Linked DNA regions of Mus musculus: all the other regions are linked to region 3. A link is a contact called in public Hi-C and HiChIP or PLAC-seq data. All regions are on one chromosome and are shown on one strand. Each heading gives the region's core, a stretch centred on a gene start, on an enhancer-like site or on the middle of the called end of the contact. The rest is flanking DNA. Distances are from core to core; before and after follow the strand shown.

The links. A called contact is a pair of places that touch in the nucleus more often than the background predicts. HiChIP or PLAC-seq counts read pairs in DNA pulled down with a chosen protein or histone mark.
Region 1: a contact with region 3 is called in a FOXA1 HiChIP or PLAC-seq map of pancreatic cancer cells. The contact joins two enhancer-like sites. A contact is called at or near these places in 10 of 484 Hi-C or Micro-C datasets (cerebellar granule neurons, cortical neurons, embryonic fibroblasts and 4 more) and 3 of 115 datasets of contacts at active chromatin or transcription factors (astrocytes, a colorectal cancer cell line and pancreatic cancer cells).
Region 2: a contact with region 3 is called in a Hi-C map of cerebral cortex, with 1.8 times the contacts expected there. The contact joins two enhancer-like sites. A contact is called at or near these places in 3 of 484 Hi-C or Micro-C datasets (cerebral cortex, liver and nephron progenitors) and 1 of 115 datasets of contacts at active chromatin or transcription factors (astrocytes).

Annotation. Positions count from the first base shown.
Region 1 is chr8:86,356,898-86,360,820 of GRCm38.p6, reverse strand. No RefSeq gene overlaps it. Among named protein-coding and RNA genes, the nearest start is that of Gm33687, 79 kb to the right of the region's middle. Within about 2 kb of position 1,945, at least 11 of the 459 cell types and tissues checked have an H3K27ac peak or open chromatin away from gene starts, as enhancers often do. A contact at or near this core is called in pancreatic cancer cells, where this site is marked.
Region 2 is chr8:86,327,245-86,331,716 of GRCm38.p6, reverse strand. No RefSeq gene overlaps it. Among named protein-coding and RNA genes, the nearest start is that of Gm33687, 50 kb to the right of the region's middle. Within about 2 kb of position 2,891, at least 23 of the 459 cell types and tissues checked have an H3K27ac peak or open chromatin away from gene starts, as enhancers often do. A contact at or near this core is called in cerebral cortex, where this site is marked.
Region 3 is chr8:86,534,640-86,538,563 of GRCm38.p6, reverse strand. It overlaps Abcc12 (ATP-binding cassette, sub-family C (CFTR/MRP), member 12), which reads left to right. Exons shown (of 29, transcript NM_172912.4): 13 at 38-241; 14 at 3,556-3,690; 15 at 3,801-3,876. Among named protein-coding and RNA genes, the nearest start is that of Abcc12, 30 kb to the left of the region's middle. Within about 2 kb of position 2,138, at least 88 of the 459 cell types and tissues checked have an H3K27ac peak or open chromatin away from gene starts, as enhancers often do. A contact at or near this core is called in cerebral cortex and pancreatic cancer cells, where this site is marked.

The DNA.
Region 1 (3,923 bases), core at 696-3,195, 180 kb after region 3:
GTGCATGAAGGTCTCAAGGTTATGGGGAGGGAGCCCTCTTTGATGGTCTAACCAGCTATAAGTTTCCCATGCTCCTATAAATAACTCCAGCTCACATATTTGCAACCACACTGGATTCGGAATCATTTCTTTAGCTTGTTCTATTGTTGGTGCTTTATCTGGGACAAATAGACACGTGTTTATGTCTCCCCAGAAAAAGTCAGTGCAACAAGAGCACCAGGGATTCAGAGACCTACTAGGAGATGAGAGGACCAGGTTTGGCATGGGACAGTCAGCAGGACATGTTTGATTGGCCTCCACTGTCTATTCCAGTGGCAAGGATCCAACTCCAGATGGCCCCTCCAGCTTTTACTAACCGTCAAGGTCATAGAAGAGAGCAAATGAACTCACATTTCCTTCCTGCACATTGACTGAGCTGAAGTTGAAAGGGAGGCATTTAAGTCCCAGGGCAGCCATGGTGAGACATGTCCACAGGGAGGAAGGCTTCAAACTGTACAATGTGGCACACCCCTGATAGAGATGGGGTGCTGGTAGGTGATTGATTCATGCATCCTGAGGATGGTGAGAAGAAAACTCATATTTCGTGAAACATTCTCTACACACTTAAGCACACGCATGCAAGGCACACACACACACACACACACACACACACACACACACACACACGTACATTTGTAGCATGCAATTATGGCATGAAGGTCAATCTCTGCTCTTCCACACTTCCAAGACAAGTAAACGTCTGTAAAGAGAGAGGACATGCAGTGAACAGAGTCACCAACAGGGACATAGATATTGAGTAAGTTCCCACATAAGTCTCACAATTGTACTGAAGGGGTATAAGTCAACCCTGCTGAGAGATGGCTTTCTAGGCTGAGCTGGCCTACAAGAAGAGGGCAACTCCTCTAAGCAGCTCAGGAGAAAGGGGAGAGACAATGTAGGCAAAGTGGGCATGGAAAAGGAAGTAGGATTCCTGAGGTCTGGAGAGCTACACAGGTACACACTGCCCAGGAGAGGCAAGTGTCCAGCAAGTTGCCCTCGGGAGTTGAGCCTGTGCAACCTCGAGCAGCTGTGTCCCCAAATACAGGAGCTCATAAATCAACACTGACAGCCCTGTGCCGGCCAGACCCTTTGTATCAGGGACAGATGGCCCCTGGAATATACATGTGAACTCAGTGTGATTAAAGACCTACATATGCATTTGCAAGTGGTTAAAACAGACACTGACTCTACCCCAATGTCCTTGGGCCACAGAAATGTTTCCTAAAATTAAGCTTAGAATACTAATTGTATCAATAATGTTGTCCTTCAAACTCTGTTTTTAATCCAGACAGACATATTTATAAAATGAGTTTTATACTTTCTGTTACCAGTCTGACATGAGATTAAAAGTTGTGAATCTGTTGAAACAGGAGGCTGAACATGTCTAAAAATCTCAGCCCTCCTTAGATTTATAAGTTGGTTCACCAACCTGGAGATAGGATACAAGTGAGTACAGAGACTCACACCCACCTCTGCAGAACCCTGTGAGCTGAGCCTCTGTGGCTTCCATCCTTGAGTAGGAAAATTTGAATTATAACTTCAAGAGCCTCAGTGTGAACCAGAGAGTTAAACTCTGTGGGAATCCAGGCACAGTGGTCCTATTTTTGTGACTTTTACCTCTAGAGGGTCTACGGTAAATATTGGAGAATACTCTTGTCCTTTCAGCAGGAGCAACAGACAGACTGCTTGACACAGCCAAAGCCTGTGCTCTTGCTAACGCTGTCCACCTCATCTCATGAGGATGGGAAGGACACTCAGAAGCACTTGTGATCCACCGTTTGGCTCCTAGACCCATCGGAAGACCTGGAGGCCCATCACTACTCGAATGCGTTCTGTCCCTGAAGCCTGGCCACCACATCACAAAAGGCTTATTCACCAAAGTTCTGTTTACATGACTAACCATCTCAGGAAGCAAATTACAAGGCATACCGAGGGGGCAAAGTACACAGTCTGAGAGACAGAGCAGGCGTCAGAACTTGTCAGACTTTGCAAAGATTTTGGAACCAACACCGAGACTGTAAGACAATGATAACCAAACATGGTGGGATGGAGGGAAGATGACCCGTAGAGTGGTTTCAGAGCCACAGAAGCATAGCTTTGGCTGGAGAGGCTACAGGGAAGGAGCCAAGAAGGAATTAGATCATTGCTCATGGAAGCCAGATTTCTTACTATTGGAAAGGGAGTTAAGAATATGGAAAGAGAGAAAATGAGACTGAAACTGAGGTTTTGAGCTGGAGCTAGCATGAATTTATGAAAGGCAGAGAGACCACTAAATACAGAAATTATGTGCCTCGATAGATGTGTCTTTATATGTGTGTACCTGAATACATTGTAGATATATGTGTGCATAAAGACAGTTGGGAAGACCTGAAGACAGTCGTATCTGAATAGCAACCAGCCAACTAGCAACACCAGTCCTCATTTGCCAGGATACCATGGCGGGTGTAAGAGCTCACAGTAAAGGATCTGGGGAATGGTCCCCAGTGCAAGGAAGTTCCTGGAGAATGATGGGAGAGGCTGAAGATGAGAGACCAGAGAGGCTACTGTTAGTCAGATCTGGAGCAACATGAATATCAAAAATGGCTAGTAAGTATAAAACTATAACCCATTAAATAACATAGTAATTGATGAGTCCAGTCAGGCAAAAACAAGTAAATGGGGGGAAAGACAAAGCCTTTTATCTCAGCAGAAGGAACGATGGAATTATAATTTCACTGTTTGGCAACCATCAAACTAGTAATCAATGTATCTATGAAACGCAAATGGATGTTAAAATGAGCCCTTAAGCTTTTATGAGGACAGAGTATTATAGATTTAACATTCCTTTCTATAACGGAAGATTCCAGAGCAGTTTTCTCTATCATGGAGAAATCCAGCAGACACCACCTCCAACAAGCAGTCCCAGTCAATGGCAGCAGCAGCAGCAGCAGCAGCAGCAGCAGAGAGCATCAATATCACGTGATGTTCGCTAGGAGACAGTGCTGATGCCATAGCATCATTTCTGTGATACTATACCAAGATGTGGAATCTTATTTTTTTTTATGTGTATGAATATTTTGACTGCATTTTTACACAGTGTGTGTACCTAGTGCTTGTGTAAGTCAAGAGAGGGTCAGATCCCCCAAAACTACAGTTATGGATGGTTGTGAGCAACCATGTGAATACTGAGAAATGAACGTGGGTCCTCTGCAAGAGTAACAAATGCTTTTATTCACTGAGCCATCTCTCTCACTCCTGTAATATGAATTTAATCACGAAGAAATGCCAGACAAATGCAAATTGAGGGGCTTTCTACAAAATAACTAGCCTGTGACATTCAAAGTGTCCAAGTTGTGAAAGTCAAAGGACAACTAGAAAGCTGCTCCCCAGAGCAGACTAAAGGCATGGGACAAGAGTGTGTTATCATTCTGCTTTGAAGGGCAAGTGATGCCATTGGCTAACCTCAAGGGGTGTCTGTAGCTTGAATGGAAATTTCCTCATTTTAATAGTTAGGTTGTGGTTATGAAAAGAGTGACATCGCTGGTAAGAATTACACTGTTGAATAATTAGGGGGTGGATCTTATCCACACTTTTTTTCCATTGGTTGTGGAAAAAATGATCAGTGAATTTGAACTCTGCAAGCTTCAGGTGGTTTTAAAATGTTTAAGTTATCTTAAAAAGAGAGAGAGAAAGTAACTGTAAAGCAAACGCAAAATAATGTTATTTAGTTCAATTCTGTTGCCTGCCAAAGGCTGGAAGATTAAGATCTCTTCTCTGTTTGAAATGGAGATTAACAGTAGCTGGTGTTCAGAGCCAGTTCACAACAACCTGGAACTTTCTTCTGCCATCAGAGAGGAGAAGTTACAAAAGGAAATGACATTCCCATGATATGTTTTTTTTACATT
Region 2 (4,472 bases), core at 1,642-4,141, 210 kb after region 3:
CTTGCTAAAGATTTATTATGCTTATGAGCTATCTGTGTACAATTATTCAAAACAGACTGGGAGTAAATTATTTTCTCGAATGTACTTCAAATGAGTGTGTACACTCGGGCTCTTGAAGTGCAGGCACTGTTTGAAGGGCTCTTGATACCCTGCTACTTTATTTGGCATGTCTTTTAAAGTGTCAGCAAGAGATCTTTGTTTGGGGATACTTTTAAGCATTCCTGTATGACATGGAGAACAAACAATGACCGGCTTATAATAAAGTCGCATCTTGAGGGGACACTGAATTCAGGGTGTGCTATGTCTGTTTTTCTATGATGCTGTGTGAATGTGGTGGAGACTATTGGTATGTTTGCACTGGGGACCAGGAAAGGCTCCCAAATCTCCACAATTTAATCACAGTGCCCCCGTCTCACAGTTGGAAACTTCTAGCCACCCTCATGCCACGATTCAACCAGATTTCACTGTCTTGAGCAAATGTCCTTCCAGTGGTTCCCATTGCATCTTTTGTCTTGTAGGACTTTAGGGGACGTAATACAGCCCGTTGTTTCCTTCTTCAGGAGAGCCAGCCCTGAAACCTTGAAAGCAACAACCATGTTCTTGAGGCAGGCTCTGTGCATACCTTACTTCTTCTAAGGGCCAAGGTCATGAAGAGAGAGGGACTTCAGACTCCGTTCTCTAAGAAAACAAAATACCTAGGCATTCCTTGCACTCCCCTCCCCCACCCACCCCCAAAGTGTTCACCAGCCTATCTTCATCAAACCTTTCAGAGGCTATAAAGTAAATTATCCTAGAGCCAAATACAAATATCAGTATAACTCAGAGAATGGGGACGGGGGGGGGGTGAATTTTGTATCACCAGAGACAGACATGGAGGATGAAGGCAACATTTAGGTTGTCGGTTAGTTTGGGTTAATATTTAACAATCCAATGTTCTCCATGTCAAAACTCCTCGGGCATATAAATGTGGCTCAGGTAAAATAGGAGATTTTTTTTCTTCTCTGCAGCTCTGAATTTTATTGTATTCTTTCTGCAGTCCTGTCGTCAAGCACTCCAAACTGACTCTCTTGTCTATGACACCCAGCTACCCGTTCTTCTGCCCCTGAGTTGAAGACATTTCTAGTCACTGAATTAATTCAGAGTATCTTCCATGAAGCCAACTGTTCTCCTGCGTTCTCTTCCCTTGTCTAGTGATGACGTCAGCTGCAGGGGAAGAACTGAAGCTAGTGGCCACGTCAGAAAAGATGGTGAAGGGAATGGAGAAGTCAAAGCTCAGAGGAAAAACTACTGTAACAAGGACACAGGGTGACAGGATAGCAGCTCTGGGGTCAGCCAGTGTGTATGTGTGTGCATCTGTCTGTCTGTGTTTGTGTGTGTCTGTGTGCATGCACACCTGTGGTGGGGGAGGGGGCTGTGCACAAACTCTGGAGCTACCAGTGACCCAAGTAGGTTCTTGCTCTGTGTCTCCTTGGATCCTCAGAGCCACCCTCTTTTCATTCAAAGTGTTGATGTTATTATTTGTGCTGTGAGTCCTGCGGCGTAACATACAAGTGTGCCACTCATGGGATCTGAACAGGTTTTTCCATCGATGATGTAGGGTAGGTAACAGGCCAGGCTGACAGAAGGCAGATTGATGGTGGAAAGGGACACACAAAATGATGTAGTATTTCAATTTCTGTATATGCCTAGGAGTTCCACAGGAAAGGAGGTAGGCCCCAAAGAGAGTTAGGCCTGAGAGTTCATAAACCAGCAATAGTTTGTGAAGAAATGACAAGACAAAAGAGCAGTGTTTGGGATTTTAGGTTTGGTAAATTGTAGGGAAGTGAGTCTATACAGGAAATTAATGAAAGATAAGGATTATCTTAGTAAGTAAGGGTTATCTATGCAGACTCATCAGGGATAGAGTTATCTCCCTTCGTGGTGAGGACTGAGGCAGCATGGGTATCTTCACCAAGGGAAACTCATACCCAGATTAGGAGCAGAAAGGGAAGCAGGAACCTGTCTTCCATATACTCTTCTCATTTGTCTTTAGCTCAAAGTAAACAGACACCAGCGTGGCATGGTTTGGGCAGCCTGGTGTTCTGTGCCTGTTAGTGATAGCACAGTCATGGTGATTAATTAAAATGACTATGCAATAAGTTTAAAAGTATTCTCTTTACCAAAATGTTAGCTCTACAGAATTCAAAATCTCTTGGGCAATCTTGGTATTTAACGTCTGCATTATTCCATCTCAAACATTTCTACTGTATTTAAATTTAGGAGCCAATGCTAGTGTAGCAATTTGTCATTTCTTCTGTCCCAACAGATATCCCCAGAGGCACTAAATAAGCTTTTAGTTATTAGCCTTGGTGACTTATAAGAAAACAAAGAAGGAGCTGTGTTTGGAGGAGGGTGTAGAGAAAGAAACGAAATGGAAAATATGAGTGAACTTAGGGGCCAAAAGGACCTAGTAGGGGTGAGAGGCAAAGATGACTTCATATGAGCCAACAGAATTCTTATTCTGATGGAAGTTTTGGAACAAACATTTAATCCAGAGCTTATTAAACCTGAAGAACCTGAGACACAGAAAAAGACACATATCTACAGTGGTAGAAATAGATCACAGACTGCAGATTCAGCTTTCCATGATGCCCACCCCTCTGCCTAGGAAACTTCTCCTTCTACACCATCCTCTCCACACACCCTTGACCTAGTTAATCTCATCAGCTTAGCTCTAGCTAGGCTCAGGCATCCCCCTCCCTCACAAACCTCCCGTGAGCCCCCTGGGTCCCAGTGGCTCAGGATCTGCTAACACACTTGCAGAGCACCTGCCAATGTGTCTTTCCCACTGCCTCCTCCTCCTCCTTTTCCCACTGCCGAGGCCACACAGTCTGGGCTCCACAAGCTCCACAAGCGCATGAGTCACCCAGGAGGTGTGGATGGAGCATTGCACCGTGGGGGATGGCTTCGTTCCCACAAACTCCTCTATTCCGTTCATTCACAAAGCAGAGGGCAGAAATGGTTTCCATTCATGCATTTTTCAATAGCAAGGGTCATTAGGGAAGCTTCTCTAATTAATCCTGATGCTCACCCCTGCAGAGTCGGTGTGGTCTTTTCTCTCTCCTTGGCTCTTTTTCTCAAGTCAAACCGTGCTAGAAGACAGGAACTGGTGGGCAAATTCTGTGAATTGTCTAGTGTTTTTTTTTTTCCTAACACTTGCTCTTATCGCCCTAGACATACTTTATGTGGAACAAATTGATTAAAATATAAAATGAGAATTTACTTTGTTAGGCTCTGCAGAATATAGTTATTGGGGTGTATAAAGATCCAAGGAGCTAGAAGAAGAGGAGGAGGGAAAAGGAGGAAGGAGGAAGAGGGATGAGGAGGGAAGAGAAGGAGGGAGGGAGAGAAGAGGTGGCAGCTTCCCTAACAGCGGCCACCACCCTCAGACTGTCTTATCTTCAGCTCAGTCTCCTTGCCAAGAAGGTTGGAGGAAGAATTGCTGTTTATTGAGACAGTACTGTGTGCCAAGCACTGGGTAGAGAAACTCTCGTAAGGTATTCATTAATTATTTGAGGGCCAGCTGGGAAGACATCCGTGAAGAAAGCATATTTGCCATCAGAGATTTCCCATTTCAAAAGAAGAGACAGACTGGAAGCAAGTGAACATGTCACAGAACACAGGGTGGCAATTAAAGTCAGAAAGAGACACCATTTAGGTTAAATAAATTAGAATGCTGGGTGATAGTTCAGGCTTGCGGGGGGGAAAAAGGTTCCTTGGGAAGTGAACCTGAAACGGAATGGTGTGACCTTAAGGCTAGAGACACATTGGAGGAAGTATTCCTATCAGAGTGGATAGGCCTTTGGTGACAAGGCACAAGGGCAAGGGCTGGAGAACAGGGACACATAAGCTCTGTGAGACACAGGAGTGGGCAGAGACGTAGACAGAGGCAAGACGCCAAGTCTCTACTAAAGACTTAAACCCCTTCTGAATTTCCTAGTGGCTTGAATGAGCCTATCCACTCCTACCCCATTTCCTACAGAAGCCCCCACCGCCACCAAAGGCTCATAGATTAAATGTTTGGTCCCCAGTTTATAGAACTGCTTGGGAAGAATTAAGAAGTATATCCTATTAGAGGAGGCCAGGCTTTGAGGTCTCAAAAGACTCTGGCCATTCCCAATCTCTTTTTCTCTCTTTCTGCCTTATGATGTGGTTCAAGATGTGAGCTCTTACCTACTGCTCTAGTGCCATGTCTGCCAGCCTGCTGCTATCTCCCATAGTAATGGTCCTGGATTCTAACCCTCTGAAATAATAAGCCCCAAACAAATGCTTTTTAAAAATAAGTTGCCTTGGTCATGATGTTTTAGCACAGCAATAGAAAACGACTAAGACTCCTAGCAGTCCTTTGTAGTGTTTTGAGTGGAGGCCTGTCATGATCTAATTCACTCGGTGGATGGCTGCATCTTGTTTGATCCTCAAAAGGACCTTAAGAG
Region 3 (3,924 bases), core at 889-3,388:
TAATAATGATGGGCAGTGCCATTATCCCTGTCCACAGATTGGAGAGCGGGGTGTCAACCTCTCTGGGGGACAGAGGCAGAGGATCAGCCTGGCCCGTGCTGTGTATGCTAATCGTCAGCTCTACCTGCTGGATGACCCGCTCTCGGCTGTGGATGCCCACGTGGGGAAGCATGTCTTTGAAGAATGCATTAAGAAGACACTCAAAGGGAAGACAGTTGTGCTGGTTACCCACCAGTTGCAGGTGACTGGGATGTGCGTGGTCCATGAGGCCTTGGGATGAGTGCAGCACTTGATGGTCAAAGAGACTCCTGTTCTGCCTAAATATGCCATTTCCACCAGTAGGTGGCTTTACCTGAACAGGGGATTGAGATGGTAGGAGACACTGATGAGTCCTGCAGCCATCCCTAGCTTCCTGGTATTGCTACCTGCTCCTCTCTGGGTATGACTTCCTTTGGCTTAGTCTTTGGGATCAGTGGGGAGACGACTTTTCCTCCCCCATTGGGTAGATTGTGTAGGATCAATTGGCTCTGAGATCTGGGCCATTGGTGCCAAGGAAATGGGGAGCCAGGCATGGACAAGTCAGGCTCTACCCATTCTCCAGTAGGGACTTGATGGGCCTGAGGTTGGGGGTTCCTTGTCTGAGGGTCATGGAAGCTCTGTTTTCTTTCCTCACCCAGAAAGTCATGGCTCTTGTGATGAGTGGCCCAGACTCCCCAGTCTTCCCCTAGCCCAGGAAAGGCTCCTGAGGCCAGGACCAATGGGCAACGCTTCAGGGTTCTTCTGCCTTCTTAGATCCTGTTCCCATTCAAACAGTAGTCTCCCTCTGGCTTAGGAGGGTGAATCTTGCTGGAGAAAGAGACTGGGCTTATGTTAAGTGAACTGGAGGATTTGGCTGCATGGTCACAGACCTTGTTGAATCCATCCCACATACAGGTTCTGAATGCTTGGTGGGAATCTAGGGCCCCTTCTCTACCCAAGATAATTCAAGGTTACCCTCTCATTCTCTCTCTCTCTCTCTCTCTCTCTCTCTCTCTCTCTCTCTTTCTCTCTCTCTAATCTCCCAAGTCTGGGAGATATACTGCACGTGAGTATGTATTTGTGTGCGTGTGCACGAGCACGCATACCTCAAAGTAGAAAACATCCCAGAGACATTGGGAGGTGACCCGTTGGGGCACTGGTGCAGAGAGCCCCTTCTTCTTGTTCAGTAGGCCTGGTCTGGGGGGCAGGAAGCAGATCTCATTGCCTTTCAGTGAATCAGAAATTGAGGTGGTGAAGGTGTGAAGGCTGAAGCAGCAAGTAAGGTTGCCATAGCTATAGGACTTTGCAGCCTGTAGGTTGGTACCCTCTGGCTGAGGCCAGGAGGACCACCCTGAAGAGAGAGGGCCTCTCAAAGACCCAGGAAACCCAGCCCCCCACAGCTCCCCAGAATAAGCTTTAAGCATTCAAATTTTATACATGTGAGTATCTGGTTTCTTTAGCAGGTGAGCCACAGCTCTATAAAATAATGAGCCAGATTAGTTAGACAAGAACTCCTAGGTCCTCTGTAGGCCAGGGCTGAGGAAAGGAGAAGGCTGGCTGGATTCAGTCTGGAATCCCATGTTTTGCCTAGAAATGGTCTGTGGCCTAGCTAGATTCCTTAGCGTGGTTACCATAGCCCTGGCCTGTGACTATTCAGTCTGTGGCATCTGCTTGCCCTGGGAGAACTGTCTTCCGGAGGAGTCCTGGGTCCTGGAGGATGCTGCCTTGGTCCTGACAGGTGTGAGACAGAGCTGTCCCTCTATTATCCCCTCTTGGAGGATAAACCATAGCCACATGCCCAGCCCATCTTTGAAACTCACTAGCCCGAAGTATGATCTTAGGCAAGCTGGTGTTTTCCCAGAGTCTCCAGCAGTCACACCTTTCCAAGGTCATTTTAGCTCACTTTTTGCTTGTTGGGAGAGGAAGAAGGCCACCAGATGGCACCATAATCTTGATACACTCTTCATCCCATTCTTTGTGGGGGAGGGGAGGGCTCAGCCTCAAACTGCAGCCCCGGGGCTTTCCAGAACATTTCCTAGCTGCTCTGACCTCAGATGCTTTGGAGTAGCTGGCCATGACAGCCACTCATCTGTTTACTTGAGGAAACAAAGCGAGGCCAGCAGTCTGACGAGCTGCTGGAATCTACTAAGGGCTCAGCTTCCGAAGTGTTTGCAGAGCACGGCTACACAAAGCTACTTGGTGTCACCAGAGTGAGCCAAGGGCTTGCTGGCCAGAGGGACCTTTTCGGGGCCCTCCCAAGTCTGGGTGGTGGTCCCACACATAGGCAGAAAAGCCTGTAGATTGTAGTGGGCCCTGTGTGCTTCCTTTCCTCGTGTGAAAAGAATCAATGGCTTAACCGAGCTTACAGCTTTCTTGAGCTGAGAGCTGCCCGAGGTTGGGAGATAAGATGTAAGATCAGGCTGTGGAACACCAGAGGATGATGCCTGAGGTCCAAGTCTGTCTTTGAGGGAAAGGTTCTGTCAGAAGCAGAAGGTGTGTCTCCCTCCACTGGGCAGTAGGAGCCAGGTTCCTGCTTGGGCTGCCTGAGGAAGGGCTCCAGTCATGGATAGGGGAGACAGAGGCTAGAGCTATCCATGCTGCTGGAACTGCTCTGGTTGAAGCATTTGGGCACCACCCACCCCATCAGGTGTACAACTATCAGTGGTAGGCCTTTGCTTGCAGGATTCGAATCAAGTTTAGCCAAGTGGGATTTTGGCCTTGAGCAGAGTAGAAGTGCAAATCCGGGACTCTGGCCCTGCTGTGATGGCTTTCTTCTTTAGATCAAACTGTTCCCACTCTTACAGCATTTTGCCTGCCTTTAGGAGGGGACTATCTGCCCTTTGTTGGGTGGATCAATCGAGGAGTGCCCTTTCTTCTTCCAAAATAAAACGGCATCCCTCTCAGCAGAATTCTTTAATCCAAGGATTGGTGTGGATGTGAAGGGTCTCGGAATCAGAAAAACAGGGCCTGTGATATTTATTGTTCACATCGTTATTGTTCTGTTAAAGCTGGTGGGGGTGTGGCCTATGACCCGGTTTCTATTCCCCGGGCTCAGTGGGGTGGGGCTTCTGACAGGACTGGGATCATGTTTTCTGTCTTTTCCAAACCTTGGCCTCCACAATAGTCAATCAGATTTCTGAGTGGGGTAGCTCATTCACAGAGAAGAATCGAAGGAAGTTTTGATTGCCTCATTGTTGCAGCCAGAGTCCAGCTTCTGTACTGAAAAGACTGGGGACTAGCTCAGTGGTTCTCAATTGCCGCCCCCGCTCCAACCCCTGGGGCATTTGGCAGTGCTTGCAGACAATTTTGCTCATCACAACTAGGGAAAGACATCCTACTGGTAGGTAGACACCAGAGAGGCTGCGAAATAGTCTACAATGCACAGGGCAGCCCCTGAAGACAAGGGATTATTTGGTAATAGTGCCAGGATTGAAAACCCCAGTAATTCAGTGCACCTGGGAAAGCAGGCTGGGAGTTTGGTGTGAGCTCTTTCTTACCGAGGCAGTGCTGTTGTGGATGGATGCACTGTCTCTGCAGTTCCTGGAGTCTTGTGATGAGGTCATTCTGTTAGAAGATGGAGAGATCTGTGAAAAGGGCACCCACAAGGAGTTGATGGAAGAGAGGGGGCGCTATGCAAAGCTTATCCACAACCTCCGGGGACTGCAATTCAAGGTAAACTGCACACCTGCCTGGTGAGTGGGATTAAGAGTCCCGCCTCATGGCTTTCTGCCTGGGACAGGTCTGTTGGCTCACTTTCAGAAGTCATTTCATTTTATCTCCAGGATCCAGAGCACATTTACAATGTAGCCATGGTGGAGACCCTGAAGGAGAGCCCAGCTCAGAGGGATGAAGACGCTGGTACAGTCAGATGACAGTCCCCTCTCTCTCACTGCCCCTGGATCCTGA